Linked DNA regions of Rattus norvegicus: region 2 is linked to region 1. Evidence: chromatin contacts called from public Hi-C data. All regions are on one chromosome and are shown on one strand. The core of a region is the stretch at or near the end of the contact, and the rest is flanking DNA. Distances in the headings are between cores, read along the strand shown.

Region 1 (3,189 bases), core at 232-2,731:
CAGCTGCACACATGAACTCATAGCAGTTATGGCAGAATATATCAGACCCATGCAGGTCAAGCCAGACCAAATCTCATTATGACCAGAGATGGGCATGAAGCCCCACTCCTAGCTAAGAATCTATTGTTAATTGGTAGCTGTTGAGAATGGGAATCAGTGTTCTTCAAAGGAATGGTCCCTGATAGGCTGACAACACTCCAGTACAAGGCTATAGGCAACACAAAATGGAATCGATGGGTCTAAAAAAGAAAGACAAAAAAAAAAAAAAAAAAAAAAGACACAAATTTGGGTGGTAGGGAAGAAGAGTGGATCTGGGTGGTGAGGTTGAATATGATCAAAACGCGTTGCATGAAATTCTCAAAAAAATTCATTTTCAAAAAGAAAAGCTGGGAATCGTAGCACATTTAATTCCAGCAGCAGAGGTTGGAGGGCAGAGGAGAGGGCAGTAGATTGCTGTGAGTTGAAGGTTAAGATCGGTAAGTTGCAGACCAGTAAAGGTCCCCAAAGGCCAAAACATTTTAAAGGCTACTTTTAGCAAGCACGGTGGTGCATGTCTGTAATCTTTTAAGAGGTAAAGGCGGGAAGACCAGGAATTCAAAGTCAACAGCGTCCAAAGCTAGTCTCAGATAGATGAGACCCTATATCAAAAAAATAACAAGGGGTTGGGGATTTAGCTCAGCGGTAGAGCGCTTGCCTAGCGAGCGCAAGGCCCTAGCTCCGGGGGCGGGGGAATAACAAAAAACACGAAACAGGAAGAGTGGGAAAGTGTGTGCCATCTTCTCCTCAACAATTGTCTTTGCCCCTTTGGCTGTACTAACAAAGTTCGACTTCACGCCCACCTTGACTTTCCTCAAGGACAGCACACTGCTCTTGAGAACCATCAGCCAGCCTCTTGCCTACAGGCTCAGTTCTAACATGTAACAGACAGAACAAGTTTCGCTCATCTCCAAGACCTTTGCCATCAAGGCATTTTCATTCCCTTGGGGGGAAGAGGAGAAAGGAATGAATGGAAGGAGGGCGGGAAGGAGAGAAAGGTGCTTCCCATATACTGTTGCACGGATTAATACATTTAAAGTAGAATCCTGTCCCAAGGACCGTGACCGCACGCGCCTTGGAGAAGTCACTTCCAGTCTCAGATCCACCATTTGGGAAATTGTTTACAGTTCTGAACCTCGCTTTTCAAATCGGCAAAACGGACGTGTGATATTCTCTTCAAGCAATGCGGTGCGCACAAGTCCCTAGAACAATGACCGACGAACCAGGACCAACGAGGTAACTTGTCGTTCGCAGCCAGAAAGCTCCCGCCCACTCTCCGCCACGCGCAGGCGCACCTTCCAGCGCACCTTTTATGCATGCGCAGTCGACCGGAAACACCCGCGGGAGCCCGAGGTGAAGAGGCGGGGCCTACACAGCGGGCCTGCGCCGTAGGCCGCCGTGCGTCGCGAGGGTGGGCGGGACCGCGCAAGCGCGCAGCCCGTCCCGGCTCTGGAGCATAAACAAGAGTGGGGACGGTATGAGGCGGCAGTTGGTCCCCGCGCAGCGAGAGGGGGCGAGCGGGGCGGCGACCCGGACCGGGTACAGATCCTGAGTGTAGCGTGCTCCCGCGGGCCGCCCGACTTGAGCCGCGCGCGCTCCCGCCAAGGGGGTCCGAGTCCGTCGCGCGCGCGCAGCCATGAACCTGGCAAGCCAGAGCGGAGAGGCCGGCGCCGGCCAGCTGCTGTTCGCCAACTTCAACCAGGATAACACGTAAGGCCGGGCTCGGGCACGGGGTCGGGTCAGAGGTCAGGGCCTGGGTCAGGTCGAGGGGTATGGGCGGGGGGCGTGCTGAGCCCTCGCGGCCGCTCGAGCGCTGCTGCCTCCTGGGCCGGGGGAGGTGATGGAACTCGGGGTATGCTCCCATCCACCTGTCCTAAGACCTTGCCTTTCGCAAAGTTGGGAAGGAATTGAGCACACCGGTTTGTGCCTGTCACCCGGACTGGGTTTCGCGGCCGTCCTGGGCATCGCCCGCCTCCCTCTTTCTATACATCTGTATCTTCAGTGTTTGTATCGCTTTTCATGGCTTTTCTTCTTCTGTTTTCTTATTTCTTCTCTGCCGTTTTCTGGCAAGTAACTTGGTCTCCTCCAAACAAGGACCAAACGGCAGTAGTAACCCAGGCCTTCAATCTAAGAGAGACTTTGTCCTCAAGGGGTCTGGGTGCTTCAGAAGGGGGTGAGGTGGGCTATTCCTGCGATTAAAACAGAACCTTAATACCGGTCTACTGTTTGGCCAGACTGAACTGCTATAGGTCCCGATCTGGTTCTTCAAGGCTGCCTCATTGGCATACCTGGAAGGTAGGTAATAGATGAGGTTTCTAAGGAAGGAAGGATGAGTTATGGGACTGGAAGGGAGAAGAGCCATCTTGGGAAGTGAGTAAGAGGAAGTGATGTAAGAGGAGGAGGAATGGGTCACTTGGCATCACACTAAGTAGTTGGTCGCTACTGGCACAATAGCATTAGCAAGGCAAAGACTGAGGCTTTTGTTTTTCCTCAATTAAAAAGTTAGATTGGAGAATGGCAAGTACCTGTGTGGGGGTAAGCAACAGGTGCTCAGTTGGACCTTCTCAGCTTCTCAGGGGGGAGCTGTCCTGAGATTGGCTTACTTGGTCCAGGCACGAATGAGACGGCGAAGTTCAGAAAGAGTCAGCCAGGATCTTAAAGTTGGTTAATAGTGGAATGGGGCAGGGGTAGATTCTCATCTCCTGAGCTCTTTCCTGAGCTCTCTTCTGGTCTTCTTTCTATTGTACCACACTGAGTCTTTTCTACTTCAGAACAGAATTCTTAAGACAGTGAGTCTAGAAGTAATAGTGGACCCGGGCACTGGAGGGAGGGTTCAATGGATAAAGCCCCTGTCACACAACCTTGAGGCCCAGAGTTGGGATCCCAGCACCCACATAAAAGCTAGGCAGCTGTCTATAATCCCAGCACTCCCCAGGTAGATCCCTGGCTAGTAAGTGAGTAAGGTCATCAAGCTCTGGGGTTCAGAGAAGAGACCTTACTTTGGTAAGTAAAGAGGGAGACACCTGACATCAACCACTGGCCTCCACACAAGTGTGTGCACACTAGCAGGTGTGTGCCCTACACACGTTCAGGCTGCTAAAGCCGGCACAACAAAAGCTACAGGGACAGCCTGGTGCAGTTTACCGAGTGACT
Region 2 (3,189 bases), core at 315-2,814, 160 kb before region 1:
TTGTGGTACTCCTCCCTGCTCTCGTGGATGCTGGAACTGCTGTGGAGATGTTGCATGCCCTGCTTGACCTGCCCTGTCTGACTGCTGCCCTGGACCTACAGCTCAGGTGAGCCCACTCTGGCCTGCTCAGCCCTGTCCCCTCCCACGCACCTGGGCACTAGTGCTGCTCCTTAGTTCTCCCGATCCCCCAGCCCTGGCTTTAGCCCACAGAAGTACATCTCTGGGCCATTTGCCATCTGGAATAGCCCCTGAGTCCCTGGCCTCCTCAGCACAGCCATGTCCATCAAAGGGAGACTCCCATGTTCTGTACGGAGTCGTTCCCCATCCCCGAAAGCCAGTGCCCCCGACATCAAGTCAAATAGGGCTATGGGCGACTTGTGCTAAGAGTTTCGTTCCAGCCTAGCTTCTGTCCTCTTAGGTCCACACAGACCCCGTCGGAAAGGCCGCTTTGGGATGTCTCCCTCAGGGTCCCTAGCTGCCTGGAGGCCTTCCAGGACCCACAGTTCCAAGGACTCTTCCGGCACCTGCTTCGCACCAAGGCCAGCGGCTCCACCGAGAGGTGGGGTTCTATGCCAGAGACTGGGCTGTATCTTCTCAGCCCGAGGAGATAGCCATGGTCCCCATCACTACTGCCCTGGGCATTGGGGGCGGGAGGGGCTTCAGGGCTCTACTCATTGATCCAGCCCTCATTTAGAGCTGTGAGCAGTCCACTATCCAAGTGGGAAAACTAATACCTAGGATATTCTGGGGGGTGGGAGGACCTCGGCAGGCCTCTCATTCAGCCCTTGCTGGCCTTTCCCTGGCTCTGCTGTCCTGGGAGCCCCTGACATCTCTGGTCTCCTCAAGTCCCAAGGAGCATGTAATCCCAAGGAGTGAGTGAACCATGACCTCCTGCAGCCAGCCACAGTATCCCTCCAGGAAGGAACTGAGGGTGGGCCAGCACTCAGTAGGCCCATTTGTCCCCAGACTGACGCCACTTCATCAGGTGCTGAAGCCCATGGCCAGCTGTGCCCGGGTAGCCCAGTGTGTGGAGGCAATTCCTGTCTTGCTCCAGGCTTTCTTCTCAGCTGTGACCCAGGTGAGCCCACCACCCAGGTGCCCTCCTCCATAGACGTCACATAGTCAAGAGGGACTGGACCCCACAGGAGGTTTGTCCTGCTGCACTCTCCATGGAAAGGGCTGTTCACAGTCAGCCTTAGGACAGGGCGGGCACTTGAGGCTGGCAGCATAAGCTAGAGCCAGGACAGCGTGTGTCCCAGCACCCCACCACAGCCCAATGGTTCCCTCCTGGCTGCATGTCCACAGGTCAGATGACTAGAAGCCCACAGAACCCCTTGAGGTAGTCTAGCAACAGAATGGGCAATTTGGGGTCACTCAGCAAGACAAGGCGGAGCCTTGGCCTCAGGGAACAGGCTTTTTAAATTTACTTTTGTTTGTTTGTTTTTGAGACACCACCTCTCTGTATAACCCTGCTAGTCTGGAGTTCACCACATGAATCAGACTGGCCTCATAAACTCAGACCTGCCTCCCTCTGTCCGTCTCCCAAGTGCTGGGGTTAAAGGTGTGCGCCCCCACAGCCTGCAACAGGTTCTAAAACAGGGGTTCTAAAAGGCAGCTGCAGGGCAGGAGCCAGGCCGGGGCCTCTGCGTCCTCTCCCAGCCCCGGGTGCTGGGGAAGGCAGCCAGGGAGTGAGGAGCTCCACCCCATCGTGCTTCTCAAGACTGAGCCAGTTCCTGTTCTTGATCGCAGACTGCCGACGGGCCCCTCATCAACCAGCTGGCACTGCTGCTCCTGGAGAGAAGTGACTCCCTCTACCCAGTCCCTCAGTATGAGGCCCGTGTGCACAGGTAGGCTCACAGCCTGGCAGGGTCACAGTGCCCATGGCACACACAGACCAGCTCTCTGTGTTTCCCGTCCTGCTCACAGGCTGGGGGCTCACTGCTGACTGCCAGTTCCTCCACCAGCCTGCATTTCATCCTCCATTAAGAACATTCTTGAGGCTTCCCTCCTCCAAGATGTGTCCTTTCAGATTGGCTCGTGTCTCTGTTGTACATGGTCCTGTCCACTGAGGTGGGTCTCAGTCGTGACCCCAACCATGACATTATTTCATTGCTACTTCATGACTATAGTTTTGCTACTGTTGTGAATGGTGACATATCTGACATACAGGATACCTGATACGTGACCCACAGGTTAAGAACCACTGCTTTAGGGGGGTTATTCACACACATATATACCCGTGCTGGGGATTAAGGATAAGGCCACCTGAATGTTAGGCAAGTGCTCCTACCACTGAGCCACGCCCCAGCCCCCTCACTGGGGGATTCTAGGCAGGGGCTCTACCACTGAGCCACACCCCAGCCCCTCACTGGGGGATTCTAGGCAGGGGCTCTACCACTGAGCCACACCCCAGTCCCTCACTGGGGGATTCTAGGCAGGGGCTCTACCACTGAGCCACACCCCAGCCCCTCACTGGGGGATTCTAGGCAGGGGCTCTACCACTGAGCCACACCCCAGTCCCTCACTGGGGGATTCTAGGCAGGGGCTCTACCACTGAGCCACGCCCCAGCCCCCTCACTGGGGGATTCTAGGCAGGGGCTCTACCACTGAGTCACGCCCCCAGCCCTTCACTGGGGGATTCTAGGCAGGGGCTCTACCACTGAGCCACGCCCCCAGCCCTTCACTGGGGGATTCTAGGCAGGGGCTCTACCACTGAGTCATGCCCCCAGCCCCCTCACTGGGGGATTCTAGGCAGGGGCTCTACCACTGAGTCACGCCCCCAGCCCCTCACTGGGGGATTCTAGGCAGGGGCTCTACCACTGAGCCACGCCCCCGGCCCTTCACTGGGGGATTCTAGGCAGGGGCTCTACCACTGAGCCACGCCCCCAGCCCCCTCACTGGGGGATTCTAGGCAGAGGCTCTACCACTGAGCCACGCCCCCAGCCCCTCACTGGAGGATTCTGGGCAGGTCCTATACTCTTCATTTATGGTAGCTCCACTCCAACCCAGGCTATCCTAGAACTCACAGCATCCCTCCTTCCTCACTATCAACTAGCCTGGAATTCAGGCCATCATGTCCCCATGGAGTGAAAGGTTCCCTATGGGTGGCAAGTTTTATCTTCCTGACTTCAGCCAGGTGCTCCTGGCTCTCCTGCTCCCGTTGGGTAGGCTGAGGTCAGGCCTGCCCCA

Evidence for each region. A called contact is a pair of places that touch in the nucleus more often than the background predicts.
Region 2: a contact with region 1 is called in a Hi-C map of frontal cortex, with 2.5 times the contacts expected there. The contact joins the enhancer-like site here to the promoter of Wipi2 in region 1. A contact is called at or near these places in 6 of 12 Hi-C or Micro-C datasets (Schwann cells, frontal cortex, kidney and 3 more).

Annotation. Positions count from the first base shown.
Region 1 is chr12:17,051,598-17,054,786 of GRCr8, reverse strand. Wipi2 (WD repeat domain, phosphoinositide interacting 2) reads left to right here and starts at 1,481. Exons shown (of 12, transcript NM_001007615.1): 1 at 1,481-1,746. The coding sequence starts at 1,673.
Region 2 is chr12:17,209,371-17,212,559 of GRCr8, reverse strand. It overlaps Ap5z1 (adaptor related protein complex 5 subunit zeta 1), which reads left to right. Exons shown (of 17, transcript NM_001037220.5): 11 at 1-106; 12 at 419-559; 13 at 967-1,078; 14 at 1,750-1,847. Among named protein-coding and RNA genes, the nearest start is that of Ap5z1, 11 kb to the left of the region's middle. Within about 2 kb of position 1,564, at least 7 of the 93 cell types and tissues checked have an H3K27ac peak or open chromatin away from gene starts, as enhancers often do.